2 separate regions of the Sus scrofa genome follow, and region 1 is linked to region 2. Evidence: chromatin contacts called from public HiChIP or PLAC-seq data. All regions are on one chromosome and are shown on one strand. The core of a region is the stretch at or near the end of the contact, and the rest is flanking DNA. Distances in the headings are between cores, read along the strand shown. Region 1 holds the start of TMED10 (transmembrane emp24 domain-containing protein 10). Region 2 holds the start of DLST (dihydrolipoamide S-succinyltransferase).

Region 1 (6,602 bases), core at 2,799-5,298, 270 kb after region 2:
TCTTTTTTCAGGCCTGCACCTATGGCATATGGAAGTTCCCAGGCTAGGGGTCCAACCAGAGCAGCAGTTGCCAGCCTACAACGCAACCACAGCAACCCAGAATCTGAGCCTCGTCTGTGACCTACACCACAGCTCGTGGCAACACTGGATCCCCCACCCACTGAGCAAGGCCAGGGACTGAACCGGCATCCACATGGATACCAGTCAGATTCATTACCGCTGAGCCGAAACAGGAACTCCATAAAATATAGGACATTCTTTAAGGACTACCGACCAACAATACAATTGGAGGCATATAAAAAAGGGGGAGGAGGGAAAGAATGGACTGCTCTAGATTATAAAGAGACTTGAGAGATGCAACTTAATTTTAAATAGATATTTTTGAGACAAGTGGAGAAATCTGAATATGAAGTGGGTATCATTAGATGACATTAAGGAATTACTGCTAATTTTTCGAGGTATGATTATAGCCACAGAACACTGTGATTAAATTCACATTTTTAAAAGAAAGTCAGGCTGAAGTATGCAGGACTGAAATACCATGACATCTAGGATTTACTTTAAAACCAAATGAGAAGAAAGAGGCAGTTAAGATGAAATAAGTGTGGCAAGATTCTAAAAACCAGGAGCTTTCACATCAAAATCAGGATTTCTGGGAGTTCCCAGTGTGGCTCAGTAGAAACAAATCTGACTAGTATTGGTGAGGACCCAAGTTCGATCCCTGGCCTCTCTCAGTGGGTTAAGGATTCAGTGTTGCTGTGAGCTGTGCTGTAGGTCCCAGACATGGCTCAGATCTGATGTTGCTGTGGCTGTGGTGTAGGCCAGCAGCTGCAGCTCTGATTCAACCCCTAGCCTGGGAACTTCCATATGCTGCGGTGTGGCCCTGAAAAGACAAAAACAAACAAACAAAAAACAGGATTTCTGGTTTTTTGAAAAATCAGATATGGCAACAAGGCCCACATAAAGAGATGAGTACTAACTACTTCAAATTGAGTTTTCACAACTTCCAATTATCCCCCATTTATCATCACTGCTGTCTGTCTGTCTTTCTCTCTCTCTCTCTTCTTTTTAGAGCTGTATGCACGGCATATGCCAAGTTCCCAGGCTAGGGGTCAAATCTGAGCTAGAGCTGCCAACCTACACCACAGCTCACGGCAATGCCAGATCCATAACTCACTGAGCAAGGCCAGGGACTGAACCTGAGTCCTCATGGATACTAGTCAGGTTTGTTAACCGCTGAGCCAAGAAGAGAACTCCCACTCCTGCTGTTTTTCTTATAGCTGGCCCAAATCATTCATTTATGTTACCGACTTAGCATTTGAGTTAAGGCCCCAGGAGTAGTCCAATTAAGCTGGTTGGTAGCAGAAGAAAAGAGCAGACATAACTGATGGCAAAATGCCTGCAATGCAGGTGCACAGACTTCTGCTGCTTAAGTCCTTCAGCAGCCTCGGATACAGACGTAACACCCATAAGACCATGCTACACTATGTGCTCCCTGTATTAAGAGCTTCCTGGAAGCAAGGTGGTATGTTTGACATTCTGAAAAATATGAACATGAATAAAATTCTTGCCCTCAGGATACTAATGGTCTAATAAGGAAGACAAGATACAAGTAATTACAATTTAAGATGAAAATATGTTGAGTTTAGGGTACTGTTCAGGATGGCGCATATGTAAAATGCAAAGCGGGGAGCGGCAAAGCAGTTACAGTTTCAGGAACAGATAATGAGCACTACAGAGTATACCGGGAAATCTATTTATTTTTTTTTTTTTGCTTTTTATTTAGGGCCACATCTGTGGCATATGGAGGTTCTCAGGCTAGGGATCAAATAACATATGCTGCTGGCCTATGCCACAGCCACAACAATGGATCTGAGCCACGTCTGCAACCTACACCACAGCTCACAGCAATCCTGGATCCCCAACCCACTGAGTGAGGCCAAGGATCGAACCTGCATCCTCATGGATACTAGTGGATTGTTTCCACTGCGCCACAACGGGAACTCCTATTGAGAAATTTAAACTTTACCAGATAAGGAATAGTGAGCCTCTGGAAGGTTTTAAAATGTAAGTACAAATCAGAGGGGGCAACACGAGAGATGAGAATAAAGTCTCTTTCACTGCTAAAATTCTCTGATCCTATGCACTACATACATAGAATCGAGCCAGAAGCGTGATCCCCAAATTGTTGCACCTAAGCCTCTAAAATCACGCCATCATGGTTTTCTTGGCTAGACAGAAATAAAAGCCTCAGTCATTATGCAACAGTCCTATAATTTTTCATCTCTCAAAGTTTAAGTAAGAAATTGCATCTATTATGACTATTGCATTCCAATACCTTAAGCTTTTTTTTTTTTAGCTTCTTAGGGCTGCACCTGCTGCATATGGAGGTTCCCAAGCTAGGGGTCTAATTGGAGCCACAGCTGCCGGCCTAAGCCACATCAAATCCGAGCCACATCTGCGACCTATACCATCGCTCACAGCAACTCCAGATCCTTAACCCACTGAGCAAGGCCAGGTATCGAACCACAACCTCATGGTTCCTAGTCAGATTCATTTCCGTTGCGCCACGATGGGAATTCCTCCAATACTTTAAGCTTATGTACTTAAAGCTCTATTAAAACGTAAAAATGTTTCTTCCTATTTAGTTCAAGACCCGTACTGTTAAAAACAAACAAAAAAAAACCCCATATGGGGTTCCCTTGTGGCACAGCTGGTTAAGGATCCAGCTGTTGTCACTACAGTGGCTCTGTTACAGCTTTGTCTGGAGGGTTTGATCCCTGGCCCAGAAACTTCCACATGCCCCAGCAGGCCAAACAAACAAAACCCCCACATGCTTACTGCAAATGAATAAAACCACCTAAAACAAAACCCAATCTTAAGAGATATCAAATCATGTTAAGGTTTCAAAGAGGAGGCCTGGTCATTCTAACTGCAATATGGGACCAAAGTGACATAATTGGTAATAGCTGTCCAAGAGTATAGTTAAAATTTACACAAAACTTGGCCAAGTCCAGATTCTGGGGTACGGGAAAGAAAAGTACAAGAGACTGAGACCATTTCGTGACCAATAATGGACTTGAATCAATCACAGGAATTACAAATAAAAGGCAAGGAGAGTCTAAGATTGCAGCACTTTTCCGTCACTTTACTCAACTCCTAAACTAAGAATCACCAGTTTGTTCTCCAACTTCTGAGCCTCAATTGTGTAAAATGAGGTCAATAGTACCTACTACACAGGGTAATGTACGAACTAAATGTATGTACAGTACAGAACCTGACACACGGCTAATGCTCAAGAAATAACAGCTTTTACTATTCACAGCTCGCTTAAATGCTTCCATTATTTTCCTGCAGGTATCAATGTGTCTTAGGATGCTGGTCCCCACAAACACTCGGCATCCATAGATTTCTTTGGAGAACCAAGTTACAGTTCAAGGTACTTAAGACCAAAACAGGTATAGGGCCACGACAACGACCCAAAGTCGAAGCCACTGCAGCTCAACTGTCACCACATCCGCCAAGGCCTGGCGGCCCTTCAATGGGTTCCCGGCTTTGGCGCCCAGCCCCGCCCAGCGAACGCCAACGAGGAGGATGAGGGGGCGGTCTCGGCGGCTCGCCCCGAGCGCTCGGGGAGGCCAGGCCGCCCTCCAGACCTCAATCTGCAAGACTCCCCAGGTTCTCCGCCACCGCGCCGACGCCTGTGGTGTATCCTCCCCGCCCCTCGCCCCCGACGGTCGCACCTTGAGGTGGGTGCGCGGGCCGCCAGCGCCCCCAGACTGGTCGGTGATCTCGTACGCGCCCGTCACCAGCAGGTCCTTGTGGATCTCCTCGCGGAGGCACTTGCGGGAATTAACGGGCAGATGGAAGGAGATCGTGAGGACGGAGCTGGGGCCGAGCAGGAATAAAAGCAGCAACGCTAGCGGGCAAGGGCCACGCAGGGCTTGTGGATCAGACAAGCCAGACATGGTGCCGGAGACTGTTCACCACCGTGGGCCTGTATCGCGCCGGAACCGGGAGGGCCCACGTAACTCACCTCTGACCTTTCAATACTGCCGGCGCCATTTTGGAGGCTGGCAAATAGATTAAAAATGTACAGTAAGTCTTTTAAAGGGAAGTGGGGATATGATAACATATCGTACTCACAGATTAACGTGGTTAAATGAGATTTCCCAGACGTTTCCCCGAAAAGTTTCGTTTTTGTTAAGCTCAGTCAGCCATAGCAAGTATGGGCAGCCCTGGAAGTAATTCTCCTTTAAATTCCGGAAGTAGTGCCCTGAAGTTTTAATGGTCTGTGATACCATAGCAACTAAGCCCCAATAGGAAACAGCCACAATGCCAATTGCTGGGCCCGCCTTCCGACCTCCGGAGAGCACCCGGAGGGGGCGGAGATGCAGGCAGAGTAGGTGCCGTCCCAGTGACGTGGTGACCGTTGGGACTTTGAGCGCTCGAGAGGAAGACCTCAAGAGGCCGAGGAAAATTTGCAATCTGGCTATTAAGCGAGCAGGAGCCAGAACCTCAGAGAAGGAGTAGAGGTCGCCTGGTGAATGTGAGCTGGAACCGTCCAGTTCATGCCCCTGAGCTGGGGTATTTGGGCTGGAGTAACTGATTTCTGAATATGCATCTTATGTAACAGACATTAAGCACCTACTATGCTAGGTGGTATTCAAACTAAATTTGGATTCTGTATTTAAATTGAATAAAACACGCTTTTAGTCCAGTGTTGGAGATGGACCTAATGTGTTTTACCAGATAAGCATTGTCCAGGGAAGCCAAGTATTGATGTGTTTTAAATGTTTAAAACACTTTAGGGATCAAATTGGCAAGTCCGTAGTAAGGAAACCTACATGGTAATCATGCATGCTTTTGTTTAACAAATATTTATTGACTACCTACTATGTGCCAGACACTATCCCATGCATGCCTACTGACATGTTTATTGAGTCAACAAACCATTAGGGGGATGCTATAAAATATTCAGAGCTGAAGAAAGTAGGAAGTTGAAAAAGTACTCATCAGCCTATGTTTAGAATTATCTACTTTGATTCATGTTTATTGAGCATCTACAGAAATACCAAGAAGATGGACTGTATGCTTTTAACAAATTAAACAGTTGTTCTGTGTTTATAACTCCTTTCAGACTATTTCCTGGAACTGAAATCCCACAAACAAAACAAGAACAAACAAAAGAGCTGTAAAGCATTTTAAAATTTGACAAATGTCATATAATAATTATTTTATGAGGTGTCCACTTAGGAACATTTAGTTTGACTATTTTATCCCTCATCTAAGATACCGATGGTAATTTATTCAGAACACCCTGGTAATTTGCATTGGCCATTAGCTTTTTCCCTGGGGAGGGTGGGGGGAGGATCAATACCAAGCAGTTATCTAATTCCCTGTTTACTCTCAGTCCTGAGGCTTTGCCGACCATCAGCAAGAGATTTGCAAACCCATGAAATACCTGTGTGGTTTTTACCTTTAAATTACTTTTTTTTTTTTTTTTTTTTTTAGGGCCACACCCAGGGCATATGGAAGTTCCCAGGCTACGGGTGAATTGGAGCTACAGCTGTTGGCTTACGCCACAGCCACAGCAACGCCAGATCCAGATCCGAGGCAACCTACACCACAGCTCAGGGCAACATTGGATCCTTAACCCACTGAGCAAGGCCAGAGATCCAACACGCATCCTCGTGGATTCTAGTCAGGTTTGTTTACCATTGAGCCACGAGGGGAACTCCTAAATTTCTATTTTATATTTAAATGACAGCTTATATGTTTTAAAATATTTTCACATATATTAGTTATCTCATTTGGCATTTTCAAAAACCATGTGATGTAGGCTGGGCAAATCTGTTCATTTTACAGATGAGGAGAAGTTCTGAGAGGCCAAAGAACTTTCATACCCAAAGTCCCATAGTTTAAAAGTGACAAAGTCGGTCTAAGGGCCTGAGCCTTCTTCAGAAAGGCACTATTATTTTATAAGTGAAGAAACAGAAAAATTGAGTTACTTTCCTAAATTACAGCTCTCAGGTCCTGATCCTGTGTCCTCACTTACCCTGGCCTGCAGCTCTTTCCTTTCCCCCTTCCTTCCTTCTGTTTTTCTTCTTAGTACTCACCACTGTCTAAGCCTCATGCATTTTACTTACACACTTATTAATCTGTCTCCCTGACTGGGATTTCTTTTTTGTGAGGGACAGGGATTTTTGTCTGTTTTGTTCACTGCTTTATCTTCTAAATCTAAAATAGTGCCTGGTGCTTAGAAGGCACAATAAATAATGGTTCAATGAATGCAAGAATAATTCCTTAGCTCCTAACAAAGTCTAATAGTAAAATTCTTCTGTTATTCCTTTGCTGTTTTCACACAAATTTATTTAACCCACAATGTATCCAAAGTGTAGGTACTATTTCATTTTCACCAACAATATGCAAATCTTTATTTTTTGTCTTTTTAGGGCTGCATCCATGGCATATGGAGGTACCCAGGCTAGGGGTCCAATTGGAGCTGTAGCCACCGGCTTAAACCACAGCTCACGGCAACGCCGGATCCTTAACTCACTGAGTGAGGCCAGGTATTGAACCCACATCCTCATGGATACTAG
Region 2 (6,758 bases), core at 2,144-4,643:
ATTCCATCTCTAGCCTGGGAACTTCCATAGGTTGTGTGGGTGTGGCTGGAAAAGGATTTAAAAAAAAAAAAAGAATAGACAAAAACGTGTGCAGTTTAGGACACATGCATATTGAGGCTACAACGAAAGCAAGAGGATGATTAATATATAATTCAGTATAGCAGTGGTTAGCCAGAAGGGCCACATAGGGCTTTGCCATTTCTTTTTTTGTTGTTATTGTTTTCTTTTTTGTTTTGTTTTATTTTTGTCCACAGCATGGCCTGTGGAAGTTCCCAGGCTAGGGATCAAACCCTTGCCACAGCAGTAATCAGAGCCACAGCAGTTTCTTAACCTGCTGCACCACCAGGGAACTGCAGCCTTTACCATTTCTTAAGCTGTGTGGCGAGAGTGGCTATTCCTTTTATTACTTTTCTTTAGATCATACACATATATTTATATACCCTTTTGATTACATATTGCACAATAAAATTTTTAAAAATTTTGTTTTGAACCCTGCCACAAACAGAAATTTATGAACTTGTATTCATAAACTCTTGTCCTGATAGAGAATGCTGTGTCCTGGGAGGCTCTAAGTACAGAAAAAAATGTAAGCTTATCAGGCTGGACCTTGGGCTCCACAGAAGCTCCCATGTCCGTCTCAAGGAAATTAGTTTCAACCTTTATCCCGTGAGAGAAACTTCAAATGCTACTCGTGTGTGTGTGTGTGTGTGTGTGTGTGTGTGTGTGTGTGTGTGTGGTATCTATGTAACATCTAATTAACTTGGGTAATCACCAAGCATCTCAGGAGAAATGCTTTGCCACACTATTCGGGCCTGAGCTTCTCAGTTCTCAATAAGAATCTCAAATGTTAATTACATAAAACTGAAAAAAATAAGTAGCTATCTAAGATATATTAACAGCAACCCCTGCAAAGGATTGCCACAACTCCTGATGATTGTTTTTGGACCCTTTAGCTGTATCCAGCCATGTTGTCAGCATGGCAGCATTTAGTCATTCCACTTGTATTTACTGAGCACCCACGGAGTACTCGCCACTGTGAGTGACCTGGGCAGGGGGGAATTCAGGACAATAGAGACGTCTCCTTCTGCTGCTCTGCCCAGTAGAGGAGACAGACAGGCAAAAATGACATTACAATGCAAAGGAGAGATACAGACACAATACTTTGGAAAAACAAAAGGTATCTGTTAACTCTGCTAGAGGGGCTTAGGAAGGGATTCAAAAGCTTTAAAAAGGATGGTGAGGAATCCCTAGGCAAATAGGAGTTGGGAGCAGCCCTGGCCAAGAGGTGAAGGAGTGAAATAGCACTAAAGCTCAGCACCTGTGAGAATGGGGGTGGGGAGGTAGGGAGAGGATCACCATAAAGCAGAGGGCAGATTATCCAGTGCCTGGTCAAGCTGAGGAGATTAGACTTTATCCTACTGATAGGGAGAAGCAATGGAAGCATTTTAAGCAGGGGAGTGACAGGATCAGATTTGCACTTCAAAAGCATCTTTGACACAGGTGTGGAGGATGAGTTAAAGAAAGTGAGTAGAAGCTCAGGTTAGTTGGGAAGCTTTCAAAATAATCCAGCCGAAGGATGCTAAAGACTTGATCAGGGGCAGCTGCAAGGCAAGGATGTTTTCTCTATTTTAAGCTAGGGCTTCTGCCCATCCCTCCAGAATTTCAGTGGAAGTGCTTTCAGAGTTTAGACGAGTGAAAGCACCATAAAATTCCCAAGGCCAGGCAAAATGACTCAGCTAACAAAACCACCATGAGTAGGCACCAAGTGGCTCATTCATTCGTTCATTCTTAATTAAATCAGAAGCTTATAGAACACGCTTTCTATTAGGAAGGTGAACTATAAAAGTGAATACTCAGGAGTTCCTACTGTGGCTTAGTGGTAACAAACCCGACTAGCATCCATGAGGTTGCAGGTTTGATCCCTGGCCCCGCTCATGGGATTGAGGATCTGGCATTGCTGTGAGCTGTGGTGTAGGCTGGCAGCTACAGCTCTGATTCAACCCCTAGTCTGGGAACCTCCATATGCCAGAACCTTCATGTGCTGCAGGTGCAGCCCTAAAAAGACAAAAAAAAAAAAAAAAAAAAAAAGAGTAGAGGGGGGTGCTATGTGTTTTCTTGGTTGTTCAACGCTGGGAGGCCCCAATTCAGCCCACAGATATTGATTGCACACCTAAACGATGTCAATCTCTGTTCCAAGTGTTGGGGATACATTATAGTTCAAAAACAAACTCATAGAGAAAGAAATCTGATTTGTGGTTACCAGTGATGGGGGAGGAGGGAGAATTGGATGAAGATATAAACTTATAAGATAAATAAGTACTAGGGATGTAATGTATTGCATGATAAACTCACCCTGCTGTATGCTATATATGAAAGTTTTTAAGAGGGTAAATCCTAAGAGTTCTCATCACATACAAATTTTTTTTGTTTTAAATTTCTTTAATTTTGTACTTACATGAAAGGATGGATGTTCACTAAACTTTTTGCGATAATCGCTTCACACACATACAGCAAATCATTACGCTGTATATCTTATACAATGCTACATGTCAATTATGTTTCAACAAAAATGTAATTTTTAAAAATTACTAGGAATACAGCAGTGAAAAAGACAGACACATTCTCTAATCTAATGGAATTTATTTTCTAGAGGTCGAGAGACAAATGAATGGCTTTCAAAATGCACAGGATGTATGGGGTACAGTTGGCTTGGCTGTAGAGAGTTTGAATAGGGGCTAGGGAAGATCAGGAGATGTGGATGCAGAAGTAGGGCTACTTGGTGAAGGTCTTCAGCTGGGTTAAAGGGTAATGGGTTAAAGGGTTCCTTGGGGTTGTTTCTTTGTTCCGAGGTTAGAAAGGGAAGTGATCACTGCTTTTTACTACTATTATTTTTTTAATAGTTGAGGAATTTGAGGCATAGGGAGGCAATGTCTCTTGTCTAAGGACACACAAGTGTAAGATCAGGCAGGCTTGTTTGTCAAAGTCCGAGTTAGAAGCCCTTGACGCCTTCCACTCTTTTCCAGCAGCGCTGCGGAAGAAGAGCAGGGTGTCCGGGGACCCAGGAGAGATGGGCGCCACGCTCAGAGACAGCTCTGCGGAAAGATCGGGGAGGGAAGGACCCCGGGGCGACCTGATCACGGGACAGTCATAGGTACCCTGCAGAGGATTTGTCCCGGCCGGAAGGCAGCGCAACTTGTTCCGGGGGAGCCTAGCCGCAGCGGGTTCACCCTGCGGGCACACCTGGGCTGAGGTTAGGGCAGCTGTGTTCTGCCCGTCGATTTTCCCCCCCGTTCGTCAGTGGTTCGTTCCGAACACCCCTCTCTGCGCTGCGGGTGCCGTGGTCCGCCCTGCTTCCGGTTGTTGCCGGGCTCTATATCCGGTGTCCGCCCGCCCTCGGCTCCGCCGCCGCCGCCGCCGCGATGCTGTCCCGGTCCCGCTGCGTGTCCCGGGCGTTCAGCCGTTCGCTTTCCGCCTTTCAGAAGGTACGGTCCGGCCGGGCTGGGGCCCCGGAGGGTGAAAAACTCTCCGGCAGGCGGACGGACGGCTCGGGGTCAGGGGCGTGGCGCGCCGGCGAGGCCGGGCACCAAGGGCATCGGGACGCGGAGGCCGCGGGCTGGGTGGCCGAGAGCCGCTGTTGCTCTCGGGTTCTTTTGCGGAGCCCAGTAGCCCCTCGCCTGCCCGAGGCAGGCAGCGCCTGGTCCCCTGCTGTACCCCACCCTCCGCGCGGGGCGGAGGAGCCGCGCCCGCTCCGACACGAGACTCAGAGTTGGGGAGGAGGCGCCACGGAATGCTCCGACGGGATCCAAGGGCCCGTTTCCTCTCTGTTAAAATCAGTGGGTATCAGCCCCGTTGGAAAGTTGAGATAGTTTGGCAGGCCCAGCGTGCTGACGGAGTGAGAGCACGCCTAGGCTGTTGCCATTAGCTTTCGGCGTCATGAGATTTCACCTGTCACCAGCACCGGGACAGCTTTGAGTCTGTATTTAAGAGAGAAAGCTGTTTCTTTCCTCTGGGTGACGTCGATAATGTCTTCTTTCTCCACAGGGGAACTGCCCTCTAGGGAGACGTTCCCTGCCTGGTAAGTTCTGCCCTTGCTGTCACCTAAAAATGCTCTCCTCCTGGGCAGAGCCGTATGTGAGGAAATGGGGTGCCTGTGTTTCTCCGCATGGTGTTCAGATAGATAGGAATGAAACAAGATGCTATTTAATAACAAACATCATTTATTCATTTAGCACATAGTTACTCAGTATCCGCAATGTGTCAGGCACTGTGCTAGGCACTCACTAGGGATTCATCAGTGAGTGGTTCTCCTTGTACTAGACCGTAGACCATACAGTCTAGTGGGAAGGACACGGTGTAAATTGTTAAACAAATGGACTATCGTGAATCTTGGTTAAATGCTGAGAAGGAAACAAATGAAGCAGGACACTAAAGCTGTGACCCACAGGATGTGACAGAGGCCAGGGTGATGAAGAGCAGGAGAGGGAAAAGGAATAGCAAGTGCAGAGTCCCTGAGGAAGTAAAGACCTTGGCAGTATTTCGTTACTGGAAAAAAAAAAAAGGTGATTTGACCAGAGCATTTTGGTTAAGGGAGAGAGTGCCATGAGGTAGAGTGCCACGAGGTATCGAGACTAGGAGAAAGAATTTTGGTTTTATCCCAATAGTTTTTTATACACATGATACAAATATTTGTTGAATGAGTTGATCGTATTATGGGCATTCTGTGTGCCAAGCATTGTTCTGAGTGCTTTCTGTACTTTTTTTCAGTTAATCATTAAAAAACAGTAAAAGAGAAATTTTCTTTATTTACGCATGTATCATTCAAGGCTAAGAGAGGTTAAGTGCTTTGACCAAGGTCACTTGGACAACTACTGGTCAAGCCAGGCCTACCTACTCTTCTGCTTGAACCCCTAACCCACCAGGTTATCATTTACTCATGCACTACATAAATTATTTATTAAAATGTCACTGCATGCCAGGCACTGTCCTAGGTGACAGGGATATAGATGGTCTCTACCCTCCAGGATCTTATGGGCTACCAGGAGAGACAACAAATACATGTTTATGCATATGGAAGGACATAATTACATTGTAACTACTATGAAAGAGAAGTGGAGTGTAATGAGAGGGTGGGATGAAGTAGCCAGCTTGGGAGGTGGAGAGTGCAGCGGTAATATCAGCAAAGGCTTCCCCCACAGGAGTGACATTTAAGCCAAGTCTTAAAGAATCCATAGGAGTTGGCTGAGAGAACGATATTCTAGGCAAAGGGGATTGCTTGTGCAAAGGTTTTCAGGCAGGAAGACTTGACTCGTCATAGAAATGGAAAGGAAGCCTGTCTGGGAGGGCTGGGCAGGAATGTGTAAAGTTTTTGGACTTTATTCTAAGAGCCATGAGGTCATAGGCACCTGGCACAATGTTAGCTCAGGACTCTCAGTAATAAACTTTTTAGTTTGGAATCCTGAAAAATGTCAGTAAAGGTTTTCTCCATTTTAGAGACTAGCAGGACAATGGGAAGAGCTTTGTATTTGGGGTTTACATTGTGGTTCAGCACTTCTCCTTGGGCTCGTCACTTAACCTCCAGAAGCCTTTCTTATGTATGAAATGGGGATCATGGCAGATGGTTGTTCCGCTTCAGGGAGCTGTGAGGCGAAAATCAAAATGAGGTCATTATGTGAAGGATTTTTATCAACTCCAAAGCACTGTACAAATGAAACTTGCTATAAGATGAATTCTGAGTTGGACTTAGGATTCCAGAAGTTGGTATGGGCTGGCTGTTCTAGCTCAAATACATGCTATGCTTGGGGTTTTTACTGCATAGTCATTGGCTACTGGACATGGAGGTGGGCACAAGAGAGAATTGTCTCCCGTTCAGTGGCTCCTGTGCCCATGGTTCAGAAAGAGTTATTAATAGATCTGAAAAAGTAAGACCCAGGAGAGAATATATTCAGGTGAAGCAGATAGAGTGATTAGTTATTGAGGAAATGCAGTCATCTGTGCTAAGGACAGTTGGTGGGGCAGAGAGGAGCTCCCACCTTGTTGAGTGTGACCAGAGTGGAAGGTCTCAGGGAGGGGGGAAGACAAAACACTGAAAGAAGGGATAATGATTTGCTCAGTCCTAGAACCAGCTGGAGTCCTTGGGCCTAAAGTAGCCCAGTCTTTGCTGCTGAGGTACAGGCAACAAGACTTCCAGCTCAGTGTATTTTAAATAACCAGGGAAACAAACTCAGATCAAACATTTCCACTGCTCCTCTGATTAGGCTGTGTCTTCACAAGATAAGCCATCATGTGTTTTTCTTAAGCTTCAGTTGTATTTGAAGACTTGCAGAGTAGAGGCACTTTATTATGAAAACATGTAGGGATAATGAGAGTTTATGAATTTTAAGGTAAATAAGATGATAGAATTCTCCCCTTTCTTCCTCAAACACCTTCCCACCCACAGTCCCACATACCTGTTCTCTGCCATAACAGTTACTTTGGTGGAAAAGTTTTAAGAAGCAGGACTTTCTGATAAAGATGATATTATTGCTTGCTGTTGATCCTGCTCTATCTCAGTTAGGGGGTGAACAGACGTCTTTTCCATTCCCAGCAGGTATCCTGTGTAAGATAAAGAGTTGTTGGTTAAGAGTTGTTTTGTTTCTTGCAGGGATCTCCTTATGTCAGGGACCAGGTTACCCTGACAGCAGGAAGATTGTGTAAGTATCACTGGGGAGCATAGATATGTGGACACGGGGTATTTAAGACATCAGTTTGACTGTCTGCTT

The links. HiChIP or PLAC-seq counts read pairs in DNA pulled down with a chosen protein or histone mark.
Region 1: a contact with region 2 is called in an H3K27ac HiChIP or PLAC-seq map of alveolar macrophages. The contact joins the promoter of TMED10 here to the promoter of DLST in region 2. A contact is called at or near these places in 2 of 5 promoter capture datasets (fetal liver and liver) and 1 of 2 datasets of contacts at active chromatin or transcription factors (alveolar macrophages).

The regions. Positions count from the first base shown.
Region 1 is chr7:98,358,604-98,365,205 of Sscrofa11.1, forward strand. It overlaps TMED10 (transmembrane emp24 domain-containing protein 10), which reads right to left and starts at 4,049. Exons shown (of 5, transcript XM_001926711.5): 1 at 3,744-4,049. The coding sequence starts at 3,968.
Region 2 is chr7:98,087,768-98,094,525 of Sscrofa11.1, forward strand. It overlaps DLST (dihydrolipoamide S-succinyltransferase), which reads left to right and starts at 3,394. Exons shown (of 15, transcript NM_214397.1): 1 at 3,394-3,482; 2 at 4,042-4,075; 3 at 6,641-6,689. The coding sequence starts at 3,420.